2 separate regions of the Mus musculus genome follow, and region 2 is linked to region 1. A link is a contact called in public promoter capture Hi-C data. All regions are on one chromosome and are shown on one strand. The core of a region is the stretch at or near the end of the contact, and the rest is flanking DNA. Distances in the headings are between cores, read along the strand shown.

The links. Capture Hi-C pulls out chosen DNA fragments and counts their contacts.
Region 2: a contact with region 1 is called in a promoter capture Hi-C map of adipose tissue. The contact joins two enhancer-like sites. A contact is called at or near these places in 1 of 484 Hi-C or Micro-C datasets (olfactory sensory neurons) and 2 of 9 other capture datasets (adipose tissue and embryonic stem cells).

The regions. Positions count from the first base shown.
Region 1 is chr17:26,434,123-26,439,717 of GRCm38.p6, forward strand. Neurl1b (neuralized E3 ubiquitin protein ligase 1B) reads left to right here. Exons shown (of 5, transcript NM_001081656.3): 3 at 4,545-5,237. Among named protein-coding and RNA genes, the nearest start is that of Neurl1b, 22 kb to the left of the region's middle. Within about 2 kb of position 3,184, at least 48 of the 459 cell types and tissues checked have an H3K27ac peak or open chromatin away from gene starts, as enhancers often do. A contact at or near this core is called in adipose tissue, where this site is marked.
Region 2 is chr17:26,750,400-26,755,994 of GRCm38.p6, forward strand. All of the region lies in intron 4 of Crebrf (CREB3 regulatory factor), which reads left to right. Among named protein-coding and RNA genes, the nearest start is that of Bnip1, 28 kb to the right of the region's middle. Within about 2 kb of position 3,257, at least 69 of the 459 cell types and tissues checked have an H3K27ac peak or open chromatin away from gene starts, as enhancers often do. A contact at or near this core is called in adipose tissue, where this site is marked.

The DNA of each region.
Region 1 (5,595 bases), core at 1,934-4,433:
ACAGTGATCACACACACATGTAATGGGGGCATCGAGTGCTGAGGAGCTCTGTCTCTGGGATGTGGGATCATGGGCACATTTCCCTTCCTACAACACATGAAATTGTGTTGCTTTTTTTTTCATGCGTATGGGGGCATGCCTGAATGTATGTACCTACATCACATGTGTGCATGTGGTAGAGACCAGAAGAGGGAGTCAGGGCACTAGGAACTGGAGTTATGAGGCACCATGTGGATGCTGGGAACTAAACCTGGTCCTTTGCAAGAGCAGTAAGTGCTATTAACCACTGAGCTATCTCTCCACCCCAGGCCTGTGTACAACTAAACAGAGCAACAAGAACATTTCCAGGGTTATGTGTGGGAAGCTTCTGGCTCTAGGGGTGTCTTTTCTTTCCCATGGGGAAAACAAGTTGATAATGGTTACATCTGGGTAAATAGATAATTGGGGAATGAGGGGGTTTTAGAGACCAACCATTTCTGGGGATGGACACACCACCCTAGAAAATCTTGGTTCACAGACTGCCCAGGTAATGCCCCAGAGTGGCCAGGGGTTAGTAACAATCTGTGTAATGTTTTCTTTCTTTTCTCTTCCAAAGTTAATTAGGTTTGCGGGGGGAGGGGGATAGTAAAAATAAGAAGACCCTGGTGTGTCACTATATGCCTTTAGCCCCAGCATCCAGGAGGCAGAGGCAGGTGCATGTCTGTGAGTTCAAGGCCAGCCTGATTCACATAGAAAAGTCCCAGGCCTGCCAGGGCCACATAGTGAGACTCTGTCTCAATTGTGGCTGTTACTCCATGACAGAGCACTAACCAGTCCTCAAGGCTCCAGTTTTGATCCCCAACCCTGAATAAAACTTTTTTAAAATACCAGTAAATAAATGGATAGTGAGCTACCATGACTTAATGTTTAAAACAGGCAACAGGTGTGGGATAGTGTAACGTACAACCCCGAGAGACCCCTGGGAAAACTTGGCTTGGGGAGAGAGGTACCCCAGGTCCCACCAGTAAGTAGCTCAGTGTATGGCTTGCTCTGTGTACTCTAGACTCCTGGGGAGGTAATTTATTGCTTTAAGATTCTCAGCCATGAAATTCTTCCCCCCAAAACATCACCCAGTACCCCCTTATCACCCCCCTCTTTTCTCATACCTGAGTCAAGCCTGAGAAGCAAGACCCAAGGATGATGTCGGGGTAGGGCTGTCAAATGGAGCAATAAAAATCCAGGCCACCTACTTAGATTTGAACGTAAGAGAAACGAAACAGAAAACGTAGCACCAGCACATTCGGCGGCAGTATCTGGGACATGCTCATTCCCACCGATTTGTTTATCTAAAATTCCAGTGTGTGCAGGCTTTATTTCATCTAGCACCACAGGCCTGGGACTGTCTCCACTGCTCCAGAACTCAAGTCAAAGGGGCCTACAGGATGCGCACAGCTTTTGGCCTGGTGGAAATGTATGCCCTGCATCTTCTGCAATGGGTCCAGCTACTACACTGGACGAGCTAGGTCCAGGGTGCAGTTCCCCACTGAGTGGAGAAGCCAGGTTCTAAGAAGGAAAGTGACCAGTCCTGAAGCTCCTGGTCTGCAAGACCGGATTGGTCTGTATTTGGCTCCACAGCTCTCAGCCCTGGCTGTACACGGAGTCCCCTAGGAGATATGGGAAGTCTCTGTTTAGGCTTCACCTAAGCCAATGACAGCAGAGCTGGCTTCCAGCACCCAGCGTACCCAAGGCTCTCAGGTGGCACAGCCTGCAGCTTGGCCCTGCTGTCATTCTGAGGAAGCCCTTTGCATTGGGTGCCCGCCCCTCCCCGCTAGTCACTTTGATTCCTTTAGCGCTCATTATATTTATATTTGTGATCATTGGCTTATGCCACATACATCAGGACTAACACAGAGGGGCCCAGGGATGCTGGCTGGAGGAGAACCATCCCTCTTCCTGGCACAAAGGTGTGAGTCTGAGTGGCTCCCATCCTTCCTCTGCATGTACTCCAATGTCTGGGTCAGATTAAACAAATATCACACCAAAGCCACGTCATCGCAGGCTAGACAGTCTGAAATACTCAGTTGCTTCAATATTATTTAAGGAAGAAAGGGTCACAGCGGTGAGTGGCGAGCGGCAAAGGGTGGAGCCTGGGGAGGCATCTTCCCTTCTCCCTCCTGCTTCCTCCTCAGCTTAGCCATCCTGTGGGCCAAAGGGTCACCTGCTGTAGCAGTCCTCTGGCCTACCAGCTGCTTTTCTGGGTCTCAAGACTTACTGGCCTCATCCCATGCATTATGGTTCACATCCCTATCTCTCGACTTGTGGCTATAGGCAGGGGTTTGGGTAGTAGTGACTGACCAGGTAGAGAGACCCCAACTCCTCAGGTGATAACAGTGAGGATGGGCTATTCTCACCAAGGAAATTTGGGTGTGGGTACAGAAACCAGAGTAGCAGTCCTCCATAGGCCTTGCAAGTCATCATGTACCTGACTGTAAAGACCACAGGCCCTCTACTGCTGAGATAGAAGGCCCTGGATTTTGTGCTGGGTGCACTCATTCTCTTGAATTGTGTACGACAGCACACATAAAACACATGTAAAAGACAGTGCACATGGGGCTGAAGAAATTGCTCAAGCAGTTAAGAGCACTTGCGGCTCTTCCAGAGAACCCAGGTTCTATTCCTGGCACCCACAAGGTGGCTCACAAATATCTGTAATTCCAATCTTAGGGTATCCAACACCCTCTTCTGGCTTCTGTGGGTACCAGGTATATAGTACACACGCGCACACACACACACACACACAAACCACACATGAACATAAAAACAACAAAAATGTTTTAAAAGTACATATAAACACATTTTAAATATATATTCAGCTCTTAGAGCCACACAGGGTGTGGTTGGATGTATGTGTGTGTATGTGTAACATAATCTGAAGATAGTTATGTGTGCATATGTATAAACAGCTGTAGACTTGAACAAGCTGTCATAAAGCAAGACAATGTCCCCTGATCTGAGGACATGAGCAGGACATGGATGCCATCTCTGAACTTCCATGTTAGCCTCGCTTCTGTCTACTGCAACCAAATACCCGAGGCTTCATCAGAAAAGCATGATGCGCCGGCTGCAGGGCCTCTGGGAGCTGCTATTGGGGCGACAGGAGGAACAAGCAGGAGACATAGCATAGTGAAACTAGAAGCCGGAGAGTCGGTGGTCAGGCCTGCTCTCTTCCTAAAAACCTATTCTCACAGGACTGAGTAACTCTTCAGGCCAGCATTTACCCTTGGGGACCAGCACTGCCAATGGGCACCCAGATCCCTGCCCCTCAGAACCTGCAGTACCTCTCAATCTAGCCCCCAACACAGGAACCCCAGAGGACTTTGCAAAGTCTAGAATTCCCAAATGCACACTCCACCCTCCTGCTGCTTACCTGCCTCTCTCTGATACCCCAGCCTTGTACTGAGCCTGCTAGATGGAACTCTTGACTCTCCCCGACTCCTGCTCTCCCAGCAAATAGCACCTCCCACTCAATACACTGGCATCCTCGCTTCCTCTTTTCTCTACTGTCTCCATTCTGTCATGTGCCCTGTCCTTTCTGTTCCTGGTGGCATTGTGGTAAAGAACCCTGAATCTAGACAAGACAGCGTGGTTCTGTGCCTCCGTTCCCATGCTAAATGGCCGTAGTGATCGTTCATGCCTGTCGGTTGCTGTAGTCAATGAGATCCGAGAGCTCAGGTTAGCCTGCCACAGGCTAGGGCCCCAGTGTCAGATTTGCTCTTTAGGTTGATGTTTTGCTTTAAGTAGGGAAACAATAAAGGAACTTTCAATGCCCAGCTGTGCAAATGTATGAAAACCTCTGGAGGGAGAGAGAGAAAAGGACAAAGGAAGAAGCAAGAAGTCGGGCATGGTACATGAACTCCAGAACTTGGAACACTAAGACAGACATCACAAGTTCAAGAACGGGCCGGGCGGGGTGGGAGGAAAGAGGAAGCAGGGTGGAGATGGAAGGGAAAGAAGAACCTTCCAAAGCAGTGGGAGGTTGGGTACAGCAAGGACTGGAGGCTCAGGGAACACAAGCCAGTCCAGCCACCTGCAGCTATAAAGCCAGGGTAACCTGGATGGAAGTCTGAGGTCAGGAAGAGCGTGGGTGAGATCCAGGGGAGCTAGGGATCAGAAGTCAGGCAGATCTGGGGGCCAGGGCCTTACATTTAGGGCAATGGGGTTCTGCCTGACCCGTCTGTGATCTGAGTAGGGCCTGAAGTTTGAGATACGAGATCTAGAGGAGCCGGAGTCTAGAGTCTCATGTCTGAGGTTGCAGGGGTTGGCAATGTAAGCTCCAGGTTTTGAGGTTTGGGAGTTACGGACTGTGAAGTTAGAGGTAGAGGGAATCAGGAGTGTAGGATTTTAGACCTGAGGTTGGAGGTCGGTGGATCTGGGTAATGTGCAGGATCTGAGGTTGCAGGTCAGGGGCAACTGGAGTCCAGGGCCCTTAAGGCTTAAGGGACAAGGTCTGAGGCTTGAGGTCCTGGGTGCCAATTGCCTCTTGATACCTCTCTTCTGTCCCATAGAAAGCACCTTCGCTGACACGCTGACCCCCCTGCGCCTGGGTCAGGCTCGCCTCAGCGCCTGCCCCCCTCCTGGCAGCCACGACGCTGCCAACTTCGACAACAACGAGCTGGAGAACAACCAGGTGGTGGCCAAGCTGGGTCACCTGGCTCTCGGCCGTCCCGACGCCGCGGTCCCGTGCGTGGCCCGCGAACGCCCGAGGCCCGCCTCATCGCCCGCGCTGCTGGACGCCGAGCTGCGCTTCCACGCCACGCGCGGACCCGACGTGAGCTTGTCCGCCGACCGCAGGCTAGCCTGCGCGCCCCGCCCCGACGGCGGCCGCACGCTCGTGTTCTCCGAGCGGCCGCTGCGGCCAGGGGAGAGCCTGTGCGTGGAAGTGGGGCGCCCGGGGCTGGCGGCACCCGCGGCTGTGGCCTTCGGCATCACGTCCTGCGATCCTGGCGCGCTGCGGCCATCCGAGCTGCCCGCCGATCCCGCTGCGCTGCTGGACCGCAAGGAATACTGGGTGGTGGCTCGCGCCGGGCCCGTGCCCAGCGGAGGCGACGCGCTCAGCTTCACGCTGCGACCCGGCGGCGACGTCCTGCTGGCGGTGAACGGGCGCCCGCGGGGACGCCTGCTGTGCGTGGACACCTCACAGGCGCTCTGGGCCTTCTTCGCGGTACGCGGCGGTGTGGCGGGCCAGCTGCGTCTCCTGGGTGAGTGTGCACCGGGGTCCCCAATAAGAGCTCCCTGTAGAAGACAGCTGCTGTCAGGGCTTGGCTGGAAGATGGTTTTATTTCCTTTATTATTTATTTACTTACTTATTTTTATTTCCTTTATCTCACTAGGATTTTTTTTTAAAAATACATAAAATAAATAACATTAAAAAATAACAAAATTACTGTAAAAGACGAGGGAAATTCACTGGCATATGCAAGAGAAGCATTGCTAGTGCAGAGAGTGGAAGGAAGGCTTGATCCTTTGGAGACAATTCTTGTCTTTGTTTTTGTTTTGTTTTTCTTTTTGTTTTTCTGGTTTTTTGAGACAGGGTTTCTCTGTATAGCCCCACTGGTT
Region 2 (5,595 bases), core at 2,007-4,506, 320 kb after region 1:
TAGTCTGATTTTATCATTTAAAAACTAGCCAGCACTGTGTCCAGTGCTGACTTCTTTTCTCTTCTCTTCTCTTCTCTTCTCTTCTCTTCTCTTCTCTTCTCTTCTCTTCTCTTTTTTCTTTTCTTTTTTCTCTTCTCTTCTCTTCTCTTCTCTTCTCTTCTTCCTTCCCTCCTCCTCCTCCTCCTCCTCCTCCTCCTCCTCTTCCTCCTTCTTCTTAGCTGTTTATATTCTCTTGAAATTCATTCAGAATTTGGTTTATGTCCTTTTTGTTTCTTTAAATATAATTGTTGTCTGGAATTTCATCTAATTCATTGTCATTGGAGAATATTACTATCTGGTAAATGTTGGAGGAACCATGTTGCCTTTTTTTGTTTGTTGTTTTTATATTTTTGCATAGGGATTTATGCATCTGGAATTAGGTTGATTGAGTATTTTTATCATTCTTACTCTTCTATTAGAAATGTTTAGAACATTTAAGAGAGACTCAGATGTAATAGGATTGAGATGCCATTTTGCTCTGCTATACTGGTGCTTCGTGCACTAGTTAAGTCTCCAGGACTTAAAATGTTGTCTACAGAAAAAAATCACTAGCAAAATATAGGCCTGGTATGAATTTACAGTCATGGTTACGTAACAATCATCCCCTAAGCTCTAATTATTTCAGGAAATAAAGGAACACTAGTAGCATGATAGACTAAGGTGTCAGTTCCTGTCAGATGAGTAGAAATGGGAAAAAAAGAATTTGTGGTTAGTATCGGGAAAAAGAGAGGAAGAAAAAATAGAGGAAGAAAAAAATAAAGAGAGAAGGCGAAATAGGGACACAGTGAGGCAGTCTGCCTAATGGAGAATGAAAAAACAAAAGGATGGAAAGAAGTGCAACAGAATACTCTAAAAGATTCCCAGGACCCGGCAGGATGAGATAAGTAAACCGTACAAATCAGGCTAGCCTGTAATTTTTGGGAAAACCTATCAAATGAAATGTGAGAAGGCAAAGAGTATAAGCTTAGGAGAAAAGAAAATTGAAAGGGGACCAGAGGAGTAAGGGTAAAGGGAGAAGAGGATAGACTGATGTGGTTAATTGGTACTGGGTATTAAATATAAAGGGAAGAGCTTGATGGGGTATAGTGTCTGAATGCAGTCTCCCCTGATTGCTGCTCGCAACCTCAATTCTCAATGGTCCTTCCTGCTTGTCCAGATGTCTGTTAAACTCTTTTTTTTTTTTTTTTTTTTTTGATTCTTTTTTTTTTTTTTTTCCCATTTTTTATTAGGTATTTAGCTCATTTACATTTCCAATGCTATACCAAAAGTCCCCCTTACCCACCCACCCCCACTCCCCTACCCACCCACTCCCCCCCTTTGGCCCTGGCGTTCCCCTGTACCGGGGCACACAAAGTCTGCGTGTCCAATGGTCCTCTCTTTCCAGTGATGGCCGACTAGGCCATCTTTTGATACATATGCAGCTAGAGTCAAGAGCTCAGGGGTACTGGTTAGTTCATAATGTTGTTCCACCTATAGGGTTGAAGATCCCTTTAGCTCCTTGGGTACTTTCTCTAGCTCCTCCATTGGGAGCCCTGTGATCCATCCATTAGCTGACTGTGAGCATCCACTTCTGTGTTTGCTAGGCCCCGGCATAGTCTCACAAGAGACAGCTACATCTGGGTCCTTTCGATAAAATCTTGCTAGTATATGCAATGGTGTCAGCGTTTGGATGCTGATTATGGGGTGGATCCCTGGATATGGCAGTCTCTACATGGTCCATCCTTTCATCTCAGCTCCAAACTTTGTTTCTGTAACTCCTTCCATGGGTGTTTTGTTCCCATGTTAAACTCTTAAGTTGTTCTTCACAGTTAAGGTCACAGTTCTTCCAGTGTTCAAGGCTGCTTGGAACTTACATCTTTATGTTTCTTTGCCAACTCTGTCTCTAGCCATGTTGTTGAATACTTCATGGTTCTGATGCAGACTTTGTTAGTCAGTTTTAGTCTGCTTGCCAGATTTCAGCACACAGCCTAGTAATGCTTTTCCTGTGTTTTACAAGAGTATGGGTTGGCAAGTTTTTGTTGTTACTGTTTTTGTCTTGTGTGGTTTTTTTCTTTTCATTTCAGTAGAGTCAACTTATCCTTTTTAGTAGTGTGTGGCTTCCTCTTCCCTTTAGCACCACCACAAGTCTCAACAAAAGGTGAAGCTGGACTCCTTTGAACGTTGTGTCAGACAAAGCACATCACTCTTGTAGTTGCTTACCAGCAAAGATCAAACTTGCTGGTCAGGAAAAATTCTTCCTTATCTTGGATTGTGGCCTTTCTGGGATTCATAGTATCTGAGGGATCAGCAGGTGTGTGCCCTGCCCCATAAGGGTCTTTATGGAAGACTGTGTCTAGACACCACTTCCATTGTAAGGGGCAGATCAGAAAGGTCCTCCTTTGCTTTATACATTTCTGTTTTCCTTACTATTAGACTCTGGATGTGTAGCTCCCATCCACATCTTCAAACAGCTGGCATCTAGCTTTTCCCAGTTTATTACCCAGAGATTCTTCTAACAGATTATGCTGGGATGCCCACCATATTTGATTTACATTTTTAGTTTTTTGAGATCACATAGGTGAATTCAAGAAAACTCAGTCTCCATGACACCATTTCCATCTTCTCAGAATTTTGATTTATACAGCGACTACACGTTTTTAAGTCTGTCTAGCCATATCCTCTTTCCTTTTCTTCCATAGCGTTTTCTCCTTGAGCAGCTAGGCAGTGGCTTTATGTATTAGAAGGTATTTAGTGTAATCTGGTGCTCTTCCTGGATCTAAGTGATAATGCTGCTTAATGTCTTAATGAATGAATATGCCATCTAAATTCATTCACTTTCACTTGACTTGAAGTGAAGCTTTGGGTTAGGATTACTTGTGCAGTATTCTAAATGTTAGTGAATGACATACTTGCACCATAAATTAACACAATTTTGTAGAACTTATTTGGGCTTTAAATTTTTTGGGGGGATACAAATTATTTCTTTTCTTGAAAGAAAGATTTAAACCAACTTGAGGGGTGCAAAAGGAAATTGTGGCTGAGAAATAGGAAGACATTTTTTGAATCAATAAAATAAGGCTAGTTATACTCCTGTCAGAGCAGTAGTCTGGGGTTGAGTGAGTGGTTTACAAAGATCCTTTTGTGATGACCAGCTCCTGAAATTCTGTTTCTTGGCAAATGGCTATGCAGTTGATGATCTTGCAAAGTTCCAGGAGAGGTGCAAAAATCAAGTTTCAGTTTCTCTTCTGAACCAACTGCCGAGTGCTAATAGAGCCTATTCTGTAGACTGGCTACAACTGGTTCGGGTTGTTAGATTGCATGGTTCAAGAACAAGAACTCACTTCCTTAAAAATGAGAGGTTATTTTTTAATTCTCATGAATGTTTTTCACAGTTGACTTTGCTTGTAGTCTGTTCAGACCATAGCTGTGTGGCTGGATGTTTTGTAAATATGGCATTCTTACTTTCTTTTTGTTGTCATTGTTTGGTTTTTTTGAGGCACGAGATCTACTGTAGTTCAGGCTGGCCTAGATTTGATATATACCTTCAGTTGACTTTGAACTCCTGATCCTCTCACCTCTACTTCCCAAGTGCCAGGATATATAGTGAACTACACTATATATCCTATCCTATCCTAATTTAATCATGTCAACAAGAAATGAGTTAGATAATTATGGCAGTATATCAACAAAAGAGAAGCAGGGTCAAGAAGAGAATCAAGAAATCATTTATCAAAACATGTTTTAGTATCTTTTATGTTAGGCATTGCATATATTAGGTATTAATTATATGTAAATTAATGGAATCCTTGCCTTAACAGAATTTAGAGTTGAACAGATGTATTTGCTCTTGGGATTTTTCAGTCATTCTTCCCTCCCATTGTAGTGGTGGGGATTGAGCCTTCAGCCTTCCACGTGGTGTGCCATAGCTACTCCACCATGAAGCAGCCTCCCCAGATCCTCTGAAAGTCATGCTTTTATTTTTATTTTTTGAGACAGGGTCTCTCTGTAGCCCTGGGTCCTGGAACTCACTATGTAGACCAGGCTAGCCCTGAACTAATAAATCTGCCTGTTCTTGCCTCCTGAATACTGGGATTAACTGCGTGTACCACTCTAGCAGGCTCTTTCAGAGTGTGTTAATATGTTTCTGTGCTCTGTGGCTTGGCCAGCCAGGGATGGAGGAGCATGGTTTTGTAAAACTTAACTTGGCCACAGATTCATTTTGAGTGGTGGTGGTTAGACTTCTGTTATAGACAAGAGTTCCTCTGGGCAAATTTTGTGAGAAGAATGAGTGGCTGTGGATGTTAGATCAGTGAGTAAGCATGTCAGTTTTCATTTTACTTGGTTCCATGGCCTTTATATTGAACAGTGTGTGGCTGGACACACTCTGTGAGTTGGGAGCGGAAAGGTAATAAATTTATAGGACATGCTAGTAGAAAAGATTGGGTCAGAAAGCTGCCAGCTCCTAAATGCTCCTTGGGAGCATTGAACACAGAAGTAAATCTAGTACCTGTTTTGGGTGGGATGAAGAAATAAACATTGCTGTGACTATGAATTTGGCATACAGTGAGCAAGACTTTTAGACCACTCAACCAGTTAGGTAGAATAGTGCAATGTGGACCCAAAGCTGGGCTCCCTGAATCCTAAGAGCTGACCCAGCTCAGTTTTGCTATTCGTGCCAGGCTCCTCTCATCATGTCATTCTGTGCAGCTGAGGCAGTCAATTCTTAGAAACATCAAATGAGTTCCATGAGCATTGAGTGAATAAACGAGTCTTGCCACCTGCAGACTAGCAAAGGTAGATGCTAAGGGAACATACTGAAATATGGTGGGAAAGGGGCTTGCTTAAGAAAGTGGAATGAAGTCTGTCCCTATGCTTTGGACTGGGTAGAACAAGATGTGTAAAACACTGGTTATGGGTGCTGGTAGGGAGACAAGATTTTTTTGGTTGCATCTTTCTGTTTGGGGTTGTGTAATCTCTGTAAGCAGTAATGTTTTGCTTAGTTTACTGTGGAGCAAGCACCAACTAAAAATGCCTCAGCTGGTGGCATGTGACCCTTTACTCTGTTCTAAAGATAGGTTAGTAACAAGAACAAGGTGAAATCCTTTACAATAAAATATATACTCTACACCATTTTTAAAAGATATTATTTCGTTTATCTATCTCTCTTTGTATATTGTGTGTGTGTAGGTGCCATAGTGCATGTATGGAGGTCAGAGAATAACTTGTAGGAGTCAGTTCTCTGTCCACCGTCTGGGTCCTGGGCATCAAACTCAGGTTGTTGAATCTGGCAGCAAGTATCTTCACCTGCAGAACCATTGCACTTGTCCCCCCTCCCCCTTTTTTTTAAAAGAAAACCTAGGGTTCGTTGTCACACTGCATTTCTACATTGTTTTTGGTGAAGGGTAGTCTACAATGATTGTGACATAGTTTGGTCAGGGGTGAAGTGAAACACATTCAACATATACAACAGCATGTACCTCATTATCTCTCTGTGTACACTCTTTGAAGGCCAGAAATTTCACATTTCTCTACATTGTTGTGCCACACAGAGTGTACTGTGAATGTTAGGAATGAAGC